Regions from separate parts of the Gasterosteus aculeatus genome. Here region 1 is linked to region 2. A link is a contact called in public Hi-C data. All regions are on one chromosome and are shown on one strand. The core of a region is the stretch at or near the end of the contact, and the rest is flanking DNA. Distances in the headings are between cores, read along the strand shown. Region 1 overlaps dtnba (dystrobrevin, beta a). Region 2 overlaps LOC120808547 (DNA (cytosine-5)-methyltransferase 3A).

Region 1 (6,232 bases), core at 1,359-3,858, 46 kb before region 2:
TCTGACTCCAGCGGAGTGCTGGTTCAGTCCAAATTCGACAGTTTTCTGAGGGAGGCTCTGAAGCTGCCCAGCGCTGTACACGAAGGACCGTCCTTCGGCTACACACACACCTCAGCACGCTCATGCTTCCACCAACAGGTGCCCTCACACACCTCAACCACCTCATTGCGCTGTCCTTAATCATATGCAATTATTCCAGTGATAACACTATTGCAGTGAAGATTTGTTTTCTTTCGCCTGCAGATTAGATTATTGACTTCTCCATACATGATAATCATTTTCTTCACTATTCTGTCCTTCTGATGAGTTGTTCCTTTTCTTAATTGTCATTGTTGATGTAGAAGAGGGTGATGCTCAACATGTTCCTGGACATTGTAGCTGACCCTCCTCAGTGTCTTGTCTGGCTGCCTCTCATGCACCGCATGGCCAACGTGGAGCATGGTGCAAACAGACACACACACACTAACATACACACAAACATACATTTAAATTAAACAAAAGACTCATACAATTACTGTCTCTTCTCTCTCCCTCAGTCTACCACCCCGTGTCATGCTCTTACTGTCGTGGCAATGCCATGACGGGCTTCCGGTATCGCTGCCTCCGTTGCCGTGGTTATCAGCTCTGCCAGAACTGCTTTTGGCGCGGCAATGCCAGTGGCTCTCACAGCAACCAGCATCAGATGAAGGAGCACTCGTCCTGGGTGAGTCACTGTGTGATTACTCATTCGTCACACCAGGGGGCAGTGTGTGTGTGTGTGTGTGTGTGTGTGTGTGTGTGTGTGTGTGTTTGTGTGTGTGTGTGTGTGTGTGTGTGTGTGTGGACCTCCATCTCTGTGAGGACCATAAGGAATCTTAGAGCCTAAAGTGGGGTCATTGGAAGGTAAGAGATTAAACAAAGTTACATTTTGTTGGGTCTATTACTTAGTGAAACATTGGTTTTGGGGTTACGGGTGGAATTAGGATAAATTTAATGATTGTGATTGGAATCTAGATAAGGGCTATATCATCATAACGTATTCGAGGCTTGAAAATATCTGTTTAAATATATCCCCTTTGAATAACAATGCTGCAGAACAACATCCTAAAGTCACCCAGATTTGGAATGCTGTGCTGATATTTGTGTTTGTCTGTATTCATGTGTGTGTGTCTGCAGAAGTCGTCGGCGTCAAAGCTTGGCCGAGCCCTGAGCAGGACTCTGGGCTGCGTCTCATCCAGAGAGCCCCCTCATCCTATTTACCCGGAGGAACCGGAGAGGACCCTCAACCTCTCCAACCTGGTGTAAGACCTCACTACACACGCACACACACACACACACACACACTTAAGGGTTGTTTATACTTTATACCAGCTTGCATCAAAGCTTTTATTCTCAATATGGTGTTTGATATCTTCTATTCTCCGAAATGGCAAAGGGTGCATAAATGTACTGTGAAAAAGCAAGGAGATAAGGAGAGTCATCGAAAATACGGCATTCACCAAAAGGAGGAATTGCAAATATCTGTAAACTATTTTCTCATAATCAGTAATTTACTAATTTATTGCCTTTATACAAAACTTGTAAAGTAAGAGGTTAAGTTGAAACACAAAAGCCTAGTTTATGCTTCTCAGTTATGTTTTCAGTGCGACGCAGACGCAAGACCCCCTTGCGTGCCTTTTCACACCTCCTTGCGTACGTTGACCCATTTTTCTAGGCTTGCGTCGAAAGCGAGCAATCCTCCTGCAGCGCACCAGGCTGCGATTGGTCTGCTAACTACATCCTTTACGGAGTCTCAAATTTCCATTTTCATAGCCCGATACCGCCATTACTGAAACGAAGAATGTTTACGAGAGAACGGATCAGATCGAAGAACTTTTGTCGGAAGAAATGCGTAAATATGACCGCTTATACAAGCCGTCATTGGCGGGTTGTATAAGCGGGTTGGATTCATGAAGGGAGATCGCGGCAAACGCCGGTTTGCCGGTCGAGAGGTGCACAAAGTAGTGGAGGAAAATACGGGACAAAATTTCGTGATGAAAAGTCTATGATAAATAAATAAACAACCAACGACTTCAACACACAAAGACGTCACTCTCTAGGTCGTCTTCAACAAAAACACGGTGAATTGCTCTGCAACACACGCAAGCCTTTTAGGACCATGAATTGAAACGAGTGCGTCGACGCAGACGCAGAAGCATGCGCCAGCCTTAAAGTTAAATATCCTGTAAACAATTTAATTGAATTTGGCTACAAAAAAGTTACTGAAATTTAGATTTTTTGAAGACCTTCCGTTTCTAAGAGCTTTGTAGTGTAGTAGTAGAAACCTTCTCTGTAACTACGGCATTCTGACACGCACACCTCGCTTCAATACAGCAACCACAAACTACGCTGAATGATTGACACGAGATGTCCAGGAGCCCTTAATTTAGTTAATGTAACGATTGAAGAAATATTCTGATCAATTTTAAGAAAGTCAAACAAGAAATCTATTGTTTCTCACTATGATTTACACACTTGTTATTTCCTATTTATGATTCTGAAAATCGTGTAACTTCTTGTAAATGTATTTACAAGAAGTTATGTGCCGTTATTCTGTAAGCACCACTTGTGGCCACACAGCGCTGTTGAGCAAAGGGGACATGGTCCTGCACAGTGGCATCATTAACAGCAGGTTAGATCAACAACATCGACAGAAACAATGTCCCATGGTATTTTTAAAACAAATTAAATATGTTCCTGGAATCATAAACAACAACAAATCTTCAAATGACATTGGCATTCCTCTGAAATCTACACAATACAGCTGAATTATTTCCCCTTTTAACCATTTAGGATACTATATAAACTGTTCATTATAGTTCATAAAGACAAATTGAAGCTCTAATAGGAATATTAACACTTACCTTCAAAAATTATAACATTTCCTAAAATGTTGCAGTAACTCTGGCTAAAATAACATTTTGGTTTGAAATCAGAGGTTCAGTTTCATGTACTCAAAAACCTCAGAGAGTCCCACCTCTATGGCGAACCACTCTGGTAGCTCCGCCCCTTGCGGTGGATCCACAATGTTTGATTTTCCAAACATTGTCAGACCGGGTCATTGCAGACCTCCAAGCCCTGGGTGCATAAAGAGATTTAACACAAAGTGAGTATGTTCATTCTGATATTATTATGTTATTGCGTCAGCTTTATTATTTTCATATGCTTTCGCTTCTCTGAATTTCTATAATTTCTCTCTTTTTTTGCCTTCATTGTCTGTTTCTCTCTCTCTCTCTCTCTCTCTCTCTCTCTCTCTCTCTCTGTCTCTCACACATGGTGATCTTTGCCCTGTCTGTGTTTGCTCAGACTAGAACCATTCACTCTTGCATGACTGCACTCAAAAGCACATGAGAGTGTGTGAGTGCAAGAATGTGTGTTTTCTGACAGGCAGGACGTCTTAATTATTCAATGTTTTTATCATTACTCTGTGTTTACTGTGTTGGTAATATGTGTGTTTGTGTTTGTGTTTGTGTGTGTGTGCGTGCAGCCCCGCTCGCCCGGTTGGAAACACAAGTGACGCCATGTTGCTGTCCACTTCAGTGCCTGAGTCCTCCAAAAGGTAAAAACTGAAATGAAGAGTAAAGAGAAAGACTTAGACGTTGTTATATTTCTTGTTGTCACTCATTAGAAATTTGCAAACGATTTTTGATAAATTTGTCCCCTTGTTCCTTCAAAATTACTTTTTTCTCATCACAATTTCTCAATTGTCGATTTAAAAAAATATATTGGCTGTTTACTTAGCAGATTACATTTTCCAGATTTTGGGGAAAAAGTCAGACATTGAAAGTCTCTTTAGTTGGTGCAAAGACAAGAAAACACATTCTATTACATTTACTGATTCTGAAAGAAAATCATTACGAAAAGACGCGAGAAATGAGATAATTTGTCCCTCCTCCAGTTTGGCCGCCGCTCGGCGCATGAACGAGGAGCACGCTCTGATCGCGGCGTACGTGAATCGCCTGCAGAGTGGCCCGCACAGCGTGGACAGTCCACGCAGAGAAGACGAGGAGCACAAGCTGATCGCCCGCTACACCTCCCGCCTGGCCGAGACCGACGGCCACGGAGTGAGTCGACCACACCGCGTTTTCTCGTGCACACGCTACGCTGAATACACATATGCCAAAGATACACAAGCAGCTCTAAAGCGGCCCTTTAAAACACTAAGTCTAATGAGCGATCAACCCACCGTCAGTCGGCTCAAGTAAGTTCTGTTGTTTCAGGTGATACCAAACCGGAGCATCAACTTTGATGTGAACAAACAGAAGAGGGAGCTCATCGCTCAGCTCGAGTGCAAAAACAGGTAGCGGATGAGTTCTTTATATTAAATCCGTCCTTGTTGGTTTGACCCTCTGCTCCTGTCAGTCTGTCACTTGTGTGGTTGTATTTTTGATACACATTTGTGTGTACAAAGGTCACACTGGTGTCTCAGACCTGTTTCTCTCACTACTTAAAGAACACTGGTCTAATTCGCCTTCGTAATCTGCTCAAAGCCAAAGTGTGAGTGCGTGTTCACGGTTTGTCCGGTCATGTGACGCTCGCCCAGCCTCAGCTGACCCGTGTGTCTTTCATTCCCACAGGGAGATCTTGGCAGAGATCAAGCGTCTCCGGGTGGAGCATGACGCGGCGTGCCAGGCAACAACCAACCCGACTCTGCTGGCCGAGCTGCGGCTGCTCAGGTAAACGCGCGTGCACCAGTGCAGCGGTTAGTATCTGCTGTTTGTTTTCATGACATGCCGACAGAAGTGATGCTCAAACACCAGCGACCACTGTTGATCGCGGAGGCGGTGGGCCGCTGCCAGTGGGAAGTCTGCCGCGTGGCTTTGTGGCGCGGAGGGAGGGCGCTTTATGGCAGATGGTAGTGACAGACGGTGGATTTTTGTAAAAAGCCAATGTAACAATCACTTCCAACGTGTTTACGCTGTTTGGGTGGAAAACAAAAACTGCCTAGGGAGAGGAGGGAGACTTTATACAAAGCAACACCAGTCCCACTAGAGCGAGAGATGCAGTAACGATGATGGAAGGATGCTGATACTGCTGCACAGTGATTATATCCTCTATCAACTTATCGTGACCAGACAAGTTCTCTCAGTGAAAATCTCAGTGGCGCCGATGGGAGCAGTGTGCAGTGTGGCTGCTCAAGGGCGCCGAATTCAAAAGAAATAGTGGCTTTCAGTTGTGGAAATAACAAATAGTACCGTTTACTGCTTTTTGGAAAGGGTTTTGAGCGGAATGTTCAAACTATATTGTGATGACTATTGTTTGTTTTCTGACTCTGGACTTAATTATATAACTGCGCGGTGAAGACTGAAACCACCTGAATGACAAACATTAGTGAACACCCATAATTCACTGTAAGAACTCTTCCTCCTACCTTATTTTCGCTCGTAATTTGTGAAGGGCACAGTTATTTGGTGCCCTGAAATGACCTCTCCCATCCCTCTTCACATCCTGTAATTTTCAACCAATGTGTAAATATAAATAATTAACCATAACACTGCTATCTGGGGTTTTCCAACCCTGGTAAGGATTCCCTTGCATTCCACATGATTTCAGTATGAAGTTTTGTTAAATTGTTAAATTATTTGTACATTTTGACTGTTTTCCATATATATATACATATAAAGAAATTCAGTATTTACAGCATTGCTGTAATAAGCCTATCCAATCAAGCCAGTAAAAGTACTAACTTAAATTCTAAAGAGAGAGTGGAAATTTGGAACATTCTGTCAATCAGTTTTACTTTTGAGATTTAAATTACTCAAATCTGGCGTTGCTGCATGACTCACATTCTGGCTTTTTTACTTTATTTACTCATTGTTCCAACTTGAACAATGAGTTCAAAGAGAAAAGAGAAGATTTGTCGCATTTGCTTTTATAACTCATCCAGACCACATGCTGTTTATAAAAAAGTATTGTAAACATCTCATTGGAGCGATGCTAGTTTCGTGAGCCGACTCTGAAACCGTGGCTTCATTTTGCTAACAACTCACTGCTTTTATAGCTTGAATGCATTTTGGGTTGATTTGTACTTGTCAACCGACCTTGGCTAACAGAAGTCTCTTATTTCGCTAACCAGGCAACTTGACAACTGTCGGCAAAAGTTTTGGCAGGTTCCCAACTTTGTTTCATCCACTTATAAAGCTCATGCTACTTACCCAAGCAACCTGCACTGGAGCGTGTTCAGGCTTTTCGATTTGGGACAGAGATTGGAGCT
Region 2 (6,490 bases), core at 3,945-6,444:
TGGAGTGCGCCTACCAGTACGACGATGACGGCTACCAGTCCTACTGCACCATCTGCTGTGGAGGCAGAGAGGTGCTTATGTGTGGCAACAACAACTGCTGTAGGTCAGTACAAAGCTTCACTCGTTTACTCGGGTGAGAGTGAGAGGCAAGAAGCTTCTACTCGTTTTACCAGGACGCGGTTTGGGATTTCACATTGGTGGAAGTAACTTGAAATGAAGAAGAAACTAAAAATGTCAAAGCGTGATTTTACAGTATGGATCCATTCATTGGCTATCAAACCAGGCGACTCACGAGGAGCAGATTTAGTTACAGTATGTGAACACGCAGCTTATTTTGGCATCCAGGCTGCAAATATCCAACAGCTTGAAACAGCAGTACTTGGCATTGTGGTGGTGGACAAAGTACTCTGATCTTAGTAGCAATGATACACTGTAAAAATACTCTGTTACTGTTAAACTATGGAGTAGGTCGTTAACTATAATCATAACTATTTGTTGGGTTTGATTTATTTTATTATTATTATTATAGTTATTTATTTATTATTTTATTAAATTATCATTATTGTATTTTAAAGGTGTTTTGCCTTTATTTAATAGTACAGTTTAAAGAGAAGGGCCAATCACATGTGACTAGGCCAATCACATGTGACTAGTGTGACTGATCTTTTATCTTTTTTTCTTTTTGAAAATGATGCTAATATAGTACCTCAAACTTGACTGCAACACTCACAGCAAATATACTTGACATTACACCAATGGAGATGCTGCGAACAAAAACAACTTTAATTAAACCCTTCACCAAGAAACTACTATTTAGGGAAGAAGAGATTTAATCTGTCTCCCAAAAAAATAAACGAATATTTGCAATGAGTAAAGGACCCACTCACCAGCAGTCGGGTGGAGGAGTCTCATGGGGAGTTTGTGTGCAGGTGCTTCTGTGTGGAGTGTGTGGATCTGTTGGTCGGTCCCGGCTCAGCGGCGACAGCCATCAAAGAAGATCCTTGGAACTGCTTCATGTGTGGCCCCCGGAGCAGCTTTGGGTTACTGCGGCGACGGGACGACTGGCCCAGCAGACTACAACACTTCTTTGCCAACAACCACGAGCAGGATTTTGTGAGTGTGACAATCGCCTGCTGGAGAAATTAAGAGAAATACATCACAGTTAGACATAAGTATCTGCTTTTCAGCGAGGCCTCTCCTCTGCTATAAATGATCCATGAAGGCTAAATGATCAGAACTGTGCTCAGATCAGATCCTAATCATGAATAAAGCTCATGTGCTCTCTCTGCACACTGTGAAGCTTAATATTTAATCTTGTGTTCATCAATGTTTCTTCTTCCTTTTCAATTCTTCCTTTTAGGAGCCAGCCAAGTTGTATCCTCCAGTTTCAGCAGAGAAGAGAAAGCCAATCAGAGTTCTCTCCCTGTTTGATGGCATTGCCACAGGTACATTATGTGTAGACGTTATCTGACTACCTTCTTTCAATTTATTAACAAAGACAATGTCAATCGGTAGTTCCACTGCTTTGGTCAGGACCAAAATGTCTATTGGATGAATTGGACATTCATGGTCCCGTCAAGATGAATAATAATAAGCTGTTAGGTCATTTATCCTCCCCCTACACCATAAACATTTTTTTTAATTTTTGTTAATTAGTAATTAATAATTATGCTTTTTTTAATTCTTGACTTTGACTGCATTTCTTTGTGTAACCGTGCAGTGAAAATATATTTACCTTGAACCAAAAATGTGCACGCTAATCTAATAACAACATCTGATAACATCGCCGTGGTACTAAGCATTTTCCTCAAAGCACCCTCTCACCTTAGCATAGCACCTAGCATGGCGTTTGTTCTAGTCCTTTTTACCTTTATTTAAACAAATACAAATGTGTATGTGTGTGTGTGTGTGTGTGTGCACAGGCCTATTGGTGCTGAAGGATTTGGGCATGCAGGTTGACAAGTACGTTGCCTCCGAGGTGTGTGAGGACTCCATCACCGTCGGCATGGTGCGACACGAGGGGCGCATCATGTATGTGGGTGACGTACGAAACGTGACACGCAAACTCGTGAGTGCTTCTACTCAAATACACAATCATATTTCACACCACACAATGTATTTAAGTGTAAGTACGGCAAATTATGGAAAGGCTTAATTCATCTTACACACGAGTCGATTGTTTTTTAATCTTCTATTTGACCAAACTGCTGTTTTCTCACACAAGATTGAGGAATGGGGGCCGTTCGACCTGGTGATTGGAGGAAGCCCCTGCAACGACCTCTCCATAGTCAACCCTGCAAGGAAAGGCCTTTTCGGTGAGAGACGTTCTTTGAATCCGTCCGGGTATAAATTCACACTAGTTTTCTGCTATGAATAAAACTGGGAGGAAAGATAAATTAGATTCAATTAATTATTAAATATATTCAAGTGAACCCTGATGATCTTCATGTGAGGCTGAACTTCTCGTCCCCGCAGAGGGAACAGGCCGCTTGTTCTTTGAATTTTACCGCCTGCTGCACGAGGCTCGACCGAAAACGGGTGACGCGCGTCCGTTCTACTGGCTGTTTGAGAACGTGGTGGCGATGGGAGTCAGCGACAAACGGGACATCTCCCGCTTTTTAGAGGTACGGTAGCAGTTACACGGCCCTGAAGTGCACTTATGTAGATGAATGTATACATGTACATTCCTCCGACGGATCCCACACAGTGACTGATGCGGAGGAGAGAAGAAGTATGAAGGCACATGCAGATTTAGTCAGCACATTTAAGAAGTCTTCAGATGCTTCTGTCTACAGAAATAAAGGGACTGAATATTAAATCTTAACAGATTGTAGCAGTGGGGACGACAGACTGTTCATATCTCAGATGGTATCTGAACCTCATTTTGTCTTATATATTTGATGCCACACCATATTACTCCATATTATGTTAATATGTTATACTGTTCTATTTCATGGCGTACTATATTTTATTTCTATTAGATTCCTATATTATATATGCACAGACTTGCCAGACAGGAAGATGTTGACATTTAGTGGAACAGGAAGTTAACCTGCTGCTCCTCCCTAGTGTAACCCGGTGATGATCGACGCCAAAGAGGTCTCTGCTGCCCACCGCGCTCGCTATTTCTGGGGAAACCTGCCAGGCATGTCCAGGTGATACAAACAAACGTCCCATAGTTATCATCAGTCGACCGTTTATTTGACTACAAGTCTGATTTGTTCCTTAAATCAATTCTGAATTCAAATAATTGATGTTTTAATATTTTGTCCCAGACCTCTTACAGCCATGATGAATGACCGGCTGGACCTACAAGACTGTCTCGAGCACGGGCGCACAGCCAAGGTACCTATCCACCTGTGTGAGTGTGTGTGTGTGTGTGTGTGTGTGTGTGTGTGTATGTGTGTGTGTGTGTGTGTGTGTGTACAGTGCTTGAATTACAGTTGTATTAGAATGATATATTTTGGTAGCTTTCCCACCATTTATTTGTGCTCATCACCATATGATATGCAAAGAAACAGACCTACAGTCAATATCAGGGGTGTCCAATAATAAATTGATACTCTTGCAGCATTAATGGGATGAATAGAAATTTAATATTTCTCCTATTAAGTATGATAGACTATAGAAATATCGTATTACATAATTGATGTCCATTTTTACTGCATTGTTTTCCTGCTGTTTGCTCACTTTTTCTCTACCAGCCACAGGACTTATTGGCCATTTATTTAGCAAATGCTCATTTGTTGACAATGACTTTTTCAAATCCCAATGTATTGTAGAAAACAGGGGATGATTTTAGGATTAAAAAAGGGTGTCTGTGTGTGTGTGTGTGTCTCCGTCTCTGTTTGTGTTTTTGTGCGTGCTTGGTTCGGGATGTTAATTCCAGTTTGAGAAGTTGCGTACGATAACGACACGCTCCAACTCTGTGAAGCAGGGGAAAGACGAGCATTTCCCAGTGTTCATGGACAACAAGGAGGACATCCTCTGGTGCACCGAGATGGAAAGGTACGGTAGTTTGTGTTTGCATGTCTGCTCTGTGTGTGCTCCAGCGTGCAATCTCCATGTGATCCTGATACTTCATTAACATTAATAAGTGTTCCATCGTCTGTGCGCACAAACTAGTTAAAGACATTTGTGGCCCAAGACGTCTCATCTTTTTGCACAGCATTGACAGCGTTCCCTGTCGAAACAATTCTGATGCCATGACTACAACTGTCACTTCTCACATGTGTTCAAGGGACAAATCGTAGTTCTGAGATGAGACATGAAGTTGTCAGAGACTCCTTCGGCTCAGCGATCTGGTAGTGTGTGACAGCCTGTCGCCAGTCACGTGGCGTGAAAACCACAATGACTGCAAGACGGCAATAGTGCAGCGATTTGACGGCGTCCAGTCCTGTACTGTGAACGGCGCATTACAAAATACAAAAACACAGATAAGCTGCGGATTATGAGCCTCTAAGTAATGAAATAAAGTCCATTAATTAATTGCGCCAAAATACAATTTTTCAAGTATACATTTTTTAATCTAAAGAAATCTGAAAGGCACTAATTGTCTACAGTATATTAGATCGGGTTTGTTTGGTCAAAGATGTTTGTCACAGCTAACAATTATTGACACTATTGATCATTTTCTCGACTTAATGTTTCATTATTTGGTCTTTTGAATATAGTAATAAGTAACGAAAACTACGTCTTCAAATTGCTGTTTATCTTTTCTGACCAGAAGTTCAAAAGCCACATTTTTTTTTAGATCTACACCAATGAAACACAGTTGGGGGACCAAACAATCAACCAATTAATTTGCCAATCAACCAATCAGTTGCTGATCAACTTTCTGTCCATGAACAATGGATTTGTTGATTTGTTTTCTTTTAAATCCTATTTAAAGTGGAATAATGAAATGCTGTGTGCGTGTGTGTCTCCAGGGTCTTTGGTTTCCCCGTCCACTACACCGACGTCTCCAACATGAGTCGTCTCGCCAGGCAAAGGCTGCTGGGTCGCTCCTGGAGCGTCCCCGTCATCAGGCACCTCTTCGCCCCGCTCAAGGAGTACTTCGCCTGCAACTAGTCATGCACCCTCTCTCTCTCTCTCTCTCTCTCTCTCTCTCTGACACACACACACATACAGTACGTAATGACAAACACACAGTATCGAGATAGTACATGAAGGTTGGCTGAAACGGGACGACCGGACACACACACACATACACACTGTAAAGGACTGCTTTCATATATATCATGTAGACCCCTGGATAACCTTAGTCCCCAGGTGCTACCTTGACAAGTTACACACACACACACACATTATAGAGCTACTACATGAAGGTTGGCTGACCTAGAATGACCCGACTCACACACACACACACAACCACACACAGACAAACACAAACACACAATATCATGTAGATATCATGGATACCACTGGCTAACCTCAGTCCCCAGGTGCTACCTTGCGTGCTTGCTGAGTTACGCACACACACACACACACACACACACACACACACACACACACACACACACTTACTTGTGCAGGGATTCTGTACTGTGCTTCACATAATAACTTCCTGTCCGACCTTGAAACTGATGTCTTCTGGCTTTACTGTGTCATGGCAGCTGGAATTCAACCTTCAGGGGGGCAAAGCTTACAAAGGAGCCCAAACTTTGTTTCCAACAACCCACAATCAAAACACTTCTGATCCAAAACACACAAATACTGTATTAATGTGTAGTTACAGTACTGCTGTGTCAGTTATTGAACTAGGTACTACAGTGCAATGAACACAAACAGCAGTTTTCGCTCATGGTGCTGGTCAGTGGAGTTCACATGGTGCCGCTTTAATACAACACTTTTTGGTGCTCGTGGAGACTGGCCGGCCTCTGGTTTTATTCGGTCTCACAGTTTTGTGGCTCTAATTTAGCTAACAAGCAGGAGGAAGCAACACTAAAGCGGGAATTATTACGTTCGATATATTTGTCAGATTTAGTGAAGGGGTGCTGGGGAGTTTCGAAAAAAGTAAATATGATCACATAGACACGTATTTAGTGATCATATTGTTATTTGTGCAGTGTTCTCGGCGAAAAAGATGCTCTGGATCTACAAATAATTAACAAAACCTTAGACAGATGTTTGTGTGGCAAATAATACCTAAAAACGGTCTTGATCTTCTCCTTAGGGGGACAACGTCTGTCTTAAATCTTGTTAGCCTTTCCCATATTGGATTGGATTTTTGAGGGAATGCCACAGCAGTGAGAAGTTATTTTTTTCCTTTACTCGTGTAAGAAAATTCTATTGTTTACAAAACACCTTTTTGTAAACTAAAAGTAACACCGATTGGCATGTACCCTCAATATTAGGCTTTTTAAAGTAACGTCAGAGCCGAGGTTGGAACGTAAACCTCTGCGGATGCACATCTTCCGTGTTTGAGCGCCCTCTGGTGGTCAGATGCCACTATGAAGAGAGTGCACAGCAAGGGCACACACTCATGATG

The links. Hi-C and Micro-C count contacts between places; a contact is called where the count stands out from the background.
Region 1: a contact with region 2 is called in a Hi-C map of liver, with 5 times the contacts expected there. The contact joins two enhancer-like sites. A contact is called at or near these places in 5 of 6 Hi-C or Micro-C datasets (liver, skeletal muscle, tail fin and 1 more).

Annotation. Positions count from the first base shown.
Region 1 is chr18:6,273,652-6,279,883 of fGasAcu3.hap1.1, reverse strand. It overlaps dtnba (dystrobrevin, beta a), which reads left to right. Exons shown (of 20, transcript XM_040161541.2): 7 at 1-138; 8 at 342-441; 9 at 537-703; 10 at 1,156-1,280; 11 at 3,506-3,577; 12 at 3,917-4,082; 13 at 4,239-4,318; 14 at 4,596-4,694. Among protein-coding and RNA genes, the nearest start is that of LOC120808547, 11 kb to the right of the region's middle. Within about 2 kb of position 2,608, at least 2 of the 9 cell types and tissues checked have open chromatin away from gene starts, as enhancers often do. A contact at or near this core is called in liver, where this site is marked.
Region 2 is chr18:6,230,290-6,236,779 of fGasAcu3.hap1.1, reverse strand. It overlaps LOC120808547 (DNA (cytosine-5)-methyltransferase 3A), which reads left to right. Exons shown (of 23, transcript XM_040161528.2): 14 at 1-103; 15 at 930-1,113; 16 at 1,361-1,445; 17 at 1,923-2,068; 18 at 2,225-2,315; 19 at 2,476-2,624; 20 at 3,070-3,155; 21 at 3,276-3,345; 22 at 3,890-4,008; 23 at 4,929-6,490. The coding sequence ends at 5,070. Among protein-coding and RNA genes, the nearest start is that of LOC120807735, 7.9 kb to the right of the region's middle. Within about 2 kb of position 5,194, at least 2 of the 9 cell types and tissues checked have open chromatin away from gene starts, as enhancers often do. A contact at or near this core is called in liver, where this site is marked.